Regions from separate parts of the Pan troglodytes genome. Here region 1 is linked to region 2. A link is a contact called in public HiChIP or PLAC-seq data. All regions are on one chromosome and are shown on one strand. The core of a region is the stretch at or near the end of the contact, and the rest is flanking DNA. Distances in the headings are between cores, read along the strand shown. Region 1 holds the start of UTRN (utrophin). Region 2 holds the start of SF3B5 (splicing factor 3b subunit 5).

What was found. HiChIP or PLAC-seq counts read pairs in DNA pulled down with a chosen protein or histone mark.
Region 1: a contact with region 2 is called in an H3K4me3 HiChIP or PLAC-seq map of stem cell-derived excitatory neurons, with 2.1 times the contacts expected there. The contact joins the promoter of UTRN here to the promoter of SF3B5 in region 2. A contact is called at or near these places in 1 of 7 Hi-C or Micro-C datasets (stem cell-derived neural progenitor cells) and 1 of 1 datasets of contacts at active chromatin or transcription factors (stem cell-derived excitatory neurons).

Annotation. Positions count from the first base shown.
Region 1 is chr5:156,146,998-156,150,567 of NHGRI_mPanTro3-v2.0_pri, forward strand. UTRN (utrophin) reads left to right here and starts at 1,269. Exons shown (of 75, transcript XM_009452168.4): 1 at 1,269-2,155.
Region 2 is chr5:155,956,163-155,959,474 of NHGRI_mPanTro3-v2.0_pri, forward strand. SF3B5 (splicing factor 3b subunit 5) reads right to left here and starts at 1,632. Exons shown (of 1, transcript XM_001172705.8): 1 at 883-1,632. The coding sequence starts at 1,496. The coding sequence ends at 1,236. LOC107975343 (a long non-coding RNA gene) reads left to right here and starts at 1,689. Exons shown (of 7, transcript XR_010158224.1): 1 at 1,689-2,051.

The DNA of each region.
Region 1 (3,570 bases), core at 19-2,518, 190 kb after region 2:
TGAGAGAGACACTGTCAAAAAAAAAAGAAAGAAAGAAAGAAAGAAAAAAATCCTGGAGTCCCTCTATGTGACCATACTCAGCTAGCACTTGATCTGTTCTTTTCTTATGGCATTTATCTCCCGGATCTTGTATATACTTACTTGTTTACATGTCTTATCTCACCTACTACATTCCAAGTTCTTTAGGGTAAGATCACTATCAGATTTATCTTTGCTTTACCCACAGAACCAGCAAACCTGACAGCCCTAAACTGATGCTTGTTAAATGAATGAATGAAGTGAATGAATTAAATCATACCCATTTCAAGCTAATCCTTTGGATTTTATTTGGCTTATACGTAGAAAATCATCAAAAGGAAGGAAGCTGTCCTAGAAACCTTACAAGGAAGAGTCTCTTTTGGGAATCTCCTACCTGCCCCCTCCCTGGAGCACTTAGGGATGGATGGGGGAACCTTTCACTATAACAAAAGGCGAGTAAACTCTTTCTGAAAATGAGTTTAAGGCCCCTAGTGGTTTAATCTTTACTGCCGCGTAAATTAACTCAAATATTAAGCCAGCAATAAACCGGCGCTCCAGTATCAACCATCCTTTTCTCTGTTAATACGAACTAGGAACTCAGATTGCTGTTTTCTTTCCCCTCCCACGTGTGCTGATCGTGTAAAAGAATCACAGGAACACACGAGCAATGAAATGTGTAAATAAGGAAAATGCACACACATCACGAGCTCATTTCTTCCCAGATATTTTTTGGTCAACCTCTCAAGCTTGGAACAGGCTCTATAACAGATGTGCGTTTGTGTGTGCATATTGGAAAACAGAAAAATAAGGTCAGCGCAAACACTACTTGTAATACAAACTAATGTAAGAGAAAACTTCTTTTTTAATATTAACAACGACACTAGAGAAATAATGTAAAATAAATATACGGTTGGAACTAGGGGTAAAAAAAAAATCAGCAACGTCAGCAAACTGAGATGGGGTGAGTTGGAAGGCAGATTGGAATTTATCTCTTAAAAAAATATCACCCTAACTAGAGACCTGTTTTGCCTAGGGGGACGTGACTCACATTTTCGGATAATCTGAATAAGGGGAATTATGTCTGTTCGAGGCATCCATTCGGGTTCGGTCTCCGGACTCCCGGCTCCCGGCACGCACGGTTCACTCTGGAGCGCGCGCCCCAGGCCAGCCAAGCGCCGAGCCGGGCTGCTGCGGGCTGGGAGGGCGCGCAGGGCCGGCGCTGATTGACGGGGCGCGCGGTCAGGTGACTTGGGGCGCCAAGTTCCCGACGCGGTGGCCGCGGTGACCGCCGAGGCCCAGCAGACGCTGACCGGGGAACGTAGTGGGGCTGATCTTCCGGAACAAAGTTGCTGGGCCGGCGGCGGCGGGGCGAGAGCGCCGAAGGGGAGCCGGAGCGCTGCAGAGGCGCGGGCCGGAGGGCTGGCGCTGATCTGCACCCTTCTCATCTGGAGAGCGGACTCCTGGCTGCCCGGAGGCGAGCCCCTTCCCGGGGGGTGGGGGCGGCAACGCGCGACCCAGCGGTCCTGCGCCCCACCCTCCCTCCTCCGCCTCCAGCGCTCGGCTCCAACAAAGGGGCAGGCCCGCAGCGGGGAGGAGGAGGAGGAGCCGCCGAAGGAGCGAGCCTCTCTCGCGCACAAAGTTGTGGAGTCGTTTTTCCTCGGAGCAGGGAAGCGGGCAGCAGCAGCCGGCCGCGGGCTTTCTCCCGCCGAGGGGCGAGGAGGAGCCTCTGGCTCCAGAAGCCGATTGGGGAATCACGGGGAGCGGCGCCCCCCTTCTTTTGGGTCATTTCTGCAAACGGAAAACTCTGTAGCGTTTGGCAAAGTTGGTGCCTGCGCGCCCGTTCCAGGTTTGCGCTTTGACTGTTTTGTTTTTGGCGGAACTACCAGGCAGGAAGATTGCACAAGTAAGGGGCGTTTTCAGTCGGGTGTCAATTTCTTTTTCTTTCTTTTTTTTTTTTTAAATTTCGGTTCGTGTCTGCTTCTCCACGCTTTATTTTTTTTTAAAAATACATCGCACCACCAAACTCACACTCGCACACACCCCCGCGGTTACTCCGTGTCAAACTCCTAGAGGAGCCCTTGGCCAGCTCGGGGTGCGGCGGAGGCGACCGGCAGGCGAGAAGGCCCGCGGGCAGCAGGTAAGCCCATGCATTATTGAAGCCTCGGGCTGGTAATGTGACTACAGCCCCCGAGGGAATGGGGCGGGGGCCGGGAGGAGGATGGCTCTTTCTGCGGTTCTTCCGCCTGGGATCGGCGTCCCGAGCTGCTTCCCAAGTCCCAGAGTCGAAGATGGGAGTAACTTTTGCGTGCCCTTTCCTCGGGGCCTCAGTTTAGCTCCCCGCGGTGCGAGAGAGAATGCCGGAGGCGTGGAGAGCTCGGGCGTGGAGGTCCTTGGGATCCGTACTAATTGTGAACGATCCAAACTTATCTGACCAGCTCTGTGCTGCCTCCCTGCTCCCCTAATCCTCCTCCCCGCCGGGGTGACAGGGTCGCCCTCCGTGCATCGCGCGGTGCAGGGCGCTGGGCCAGTGATTTGCAAGAGGGGACGTGGCCTCTTAGGAGAGTCTGTCACAGACACCCGGGCCCGGGGAAGGCGGGGCTCCGGCGGTGTCCACAAGAGAGGGTGGGCAGAGGGTGGCTGTGTGGTCGGCGGCCAGCAGAGCGCTTCCCAGCCAGCCGCCCGGCGGGGAACGTGCTTGACCTCTGGGTGGTTGCTGCTCCCAAGGGTGGGGTTCCAGAGAGTGTGGCGCGATCGCCAAGCTCCCTGGCAGCGGCCCTGGAGAGACTGAGGGGACAGGAGGAGGGGGGCGCCCCATTGGTGTGTAGTCCCGCGCAGTCGCCGGCTCTCCTTTTCCGGACTCTGGGGATCTCTTGCTGCAACTGACAAGGTAATTCATGCCCCGCTTTGGCCCGGGGTCCGAGGCTGTGGTTGCTCAAGGCCACTTAAAAACCAACAAAGCACCAATTGAAGGCTGTGCAACTTTTAGATGGCAGGTTGTTCAAAGGGATTTTTTCCTCCAAGCCTCAGATTACGAAAGGGACTCATTCCAGTGCGTTTTTCAAGGAGGAGGGAGGAAACGTTGCCCGACCTCCGAGAGAGCTGTGGGACCAGCACTTTATTTTACAAGGAACTGCAGAGCTCGGGTTCTAACTCCACGGCCCCGCTCTCTGAGGTGTTCAGGACAGGGCCTCCTCTTTCCCAGCCTTCAGGTCAGCCGGATCACCAGGGCCTTGCGGGCCAGTTCCCCCTGCCGCGGTTGGGAGGGTCAGTGCAGCGGTCGCCGCGGCCAGAGCGCGCGGAGCTCGGGGGAGGCCGGATTCCCTAGGTCTGAGCCGACCCTCCCGGCCGCCCGGCCGGGCGGCAGCGACCGCATCCATTCCTTTGTAAGTTGCACCGGCCTCAGGAAGTCGATCTGGGCCCTCCCGGTTCGTTGGCGGTGGGCGTGGGAGACGCAGCCTGCGGATAGCTCAGGGTCAGGGGAGAGGTGGAGGAATGCGAAGCTTGTGGGTAGTTCTGCGGTGACGGACAGGGTTGGCGTGGAACCATTCCCCG
Region 2 (3,312 bases), core at 382-2,881:
TCGTATTTTTAAAAACTAAAATTAAAAAAAACCACAACCTTCCAACGGCTCCTCAGAGGTTCATATATTGTCCTACAAGACTCTACTCTGTTTCCCCCTCCATTACCTGTCCCTCTACTTTTCCCCTTGCTCACTCCCTCCAGCCATGCTTGCCTCTTTGAAGTTCCTCCAATAAACCATACATACTCCCAGCGTTAGTACCATTGCACTGGCAGTTCCCTCTTCATGGAAAGCAATTTCTCCAGTTTTCCGCATGGCCATTTCCCTCATTTTCCTGAAGTCTTTGCTCAAATGTCACCATCTCAATAACTTGTGCATCATATTTAAGATTACAGCCCTACCAGCTACTCCCACCCGCACCACATACATTGTTCTCCCCTCCCCGCAGCATCTTCTAACATTTGCTTATTACGTCTAGTGTTTGACCTCCTTTCTCCACCACCAGCATAATGTAAGCCCCAAGAACATGGGAAAATGCCTGTCACATAGAGCTCAACAAATATTTGTTGAATGTAGAATGGATGAACTCGCTTGCCAGCTTGTCATTTCTGGAGACATGGCCACAAATTCCCAAGAAAAAGAAAGGATGCATTTTAAAGAGGCTAGGGAGGACAATGACAGCAAAGACTGCAAAGAGTTTTAAAACAGGAGAAAAAGAAGATGGGATATAATAACCACAAATTTCAATACTGAAGGCATTGTGGGCCTGAAAATAACGCTCTTGGGAGAAGTGGCAGTCGGGGAATTAATTATAAAGGTAGACACGGCGGATCTAAGTGCCTGGCCATGGACACTGGCATGCGCTCCCTCACCCAAACCCACTTCCCGCTCGGCTCTTTCCGGAGCCTTCCACCCTAACACAGAAAGTTCACACCAAGAGACTGAACGATTTCTAAACTTTATGGAAAAAGCCAATGACAATCAATTAGCCAAAAACGAGACGCCAAATCCCATCTCACTCCAGCGTCATGCCCTCTTCTCAAACGCTCGCCGGCTCTAGGACCTCTCCACCAGCACAGTTCTCAGGAGTCCTGCTGGTCTCCCAATGCTGTTCTAAGGGTCCACATGAAGGCAGGTCAGGCGGGACTCCCCGGGCAAGCACTTCTGTAAGCGGAAAGCACGAGGCGCAGGAGCCATGGAGAGCCGGTCCTTTGGAGACAGGAATACTCAAGAGGATTGGCAAACCGGAGAAACGCTGGGAGAGGTGCCCCGCACTGCGGTGGTAAGGCAGAGTCTCAGTTCTCCTCGGGCTTGTCGGCTGGCGGTCCACAAGGCTGAAGCATCTTTTCCATCAAGTTGAAGCGGACTCGCGCTTTGCTCTCATTCTCCGCAATGGCGAAGTAGTTGAGAAGGTCGAAGTGGCCCATGTAGGAGCAGTACGAGTCGCGGTGTTGGTTCACCAGCCACTCCCACTTGGTGGTGTCGGCGTGGCCCGTGCCGATGTACTTGGACTGCAGGTGCTCCAGCTGGCTATGGATGGTGTAGCGGTCAGTCATCTCGCCGCTTTCCCCTTCGCTCTCAGGTCAGAGGACGCAAGCAACAAGCCGCCGCTCTAGCGTTTTACAGGAGAGTGAAGCAACCGCGCGGAAGCTCCAGGTCCGCGCCGTCGCAGAAGAATGGCGTCACAACGACTAAGTAGCGTAACTCTCGCTCATAGGGCTCAGAGGCGGAAGCGGAAGCACATTCTGTCACGCAATTGGAGTTGCTGAGGCGACGCAACAAGTGTGCCTCCCCCCTCCATGGAGATCCCCGCCCCATCAGAGAATGTTGCATGATGGTCCACTTAGTGGCTAAGGGAGGCCCTTTTCCAACAGGGAGCGTTGCATGCTGGGACTTGTGGTCTTGGGAGTTCGTGCATGCAGGCTTCCGGGACTCCTGGTCGCGTTCTGTTGTTTGTTTGTTTGTTTAAGACGGAGTCTTGCACTGTTGCCCGGGCTGCAGTGCAATGGCGCGATCTCGGCTCACTGCAACCTCCACCTCCCGGGTTCACGCGATTCTCCTGCTTCAGCCTCCCGAGTAGCTGGGATGACAGTTGCACACCACCATGCCTGGCAAGTTTTTTTGTATTTTTAGTAAAGACGGGGTTTCACTGGTCTCGAACTCCTGACCTCGTGATCCACCCGCCTCGGACTCCCAAAGTGCTGGGATTACAGGCGTGAGCCACCGCGCCCGGCCCCTGGTCGCGTTTTAAATTGATCTGGGGACCTAGTGGAGGGCGATGTCTGGAGGTGGGGAGCATCCGTGGGTGGCTTGGGGCTGATAGGAAATGGGAAACCCAAGAATGACTGGACTACGAGCAGCCCCGAAAATAAACTCTTGGTGTATTTTGGAGCCGTCGTGGCGGCACGGCCGTCCCGTCACAACCAGGGATGGATTACCCAGAAGTCAGCAGGCGCCAGTTCTGGTCCCAACTGTGTCTCTTAGGAGTTTGTAGCGTAAAAGAGTTATTTCAGCTCTAACCAGGGTGCTTGGTGAGCAAGTACAGCACCAGTTCCCACACATTCTGGCTTCCACCTCAAGCTTCTCCTTCCTCTCTAGCCACTTATTTTGATATCCTCCCTCCAAGGCCTCACCTCACCCTACTTGGCTCTTCCATTCAGTGGGTTTTGTGGATTCAACCAACCTGATTGAAAATATTGGGGGAAAATATCAGTCTGTACCGAAATGTGGACTTTTTTTTTTTTGGATTGGCTATTTTTTTTCTCTTTCTTTCTTTCTTTATTTTTTATTGATAATTCTTGGGTGTTTCTCACAGAGGGGGATTTGGCTGGGTCATAGGACAATAGTGGAGGGAAGGTCAGCAGATAAACAAGTGAACAAAGGTCTCTGGTTTTCCTAGGCAGAGGACCCCGCGGCCTTCCGCAGTGTTTGTGTCCCTGGGTACTTGAGATTAGGGAGTGGTGATGACTCTTAACGAGCATGCTGCCTTCAAGCATCTGTTTAACAAAGCACATCTTGCACCGCCCTTAATCCATTTAACCCTGAGTGGACACAGCACGTGTTTCAGAGAGCACAGGGTTGGGGGCAAGGTCACAGATCAACAGGATCCCAAGGCAGAAGAAGTTTTCTTAGTACAGAACAAAATGAAAAGTCTCCCATGTCTACTTCTTTCTACACAGACACGGCAACCATCCGATTTCTCAATCTTTTCCCCACCTTTCCCCCCTTTCTATTCCACAAAGCCGCCATTGTCATCCTGGCCCGTTCTCAATGAGCTGTTGGGCACACCTCCCAGACGGGGTGGTGGCCGGGCAGAGGGGCTCCTCACTTCCCAGTAGGGGCGGCCGGGCAGAGGCGCCCCTCACCTCCCGG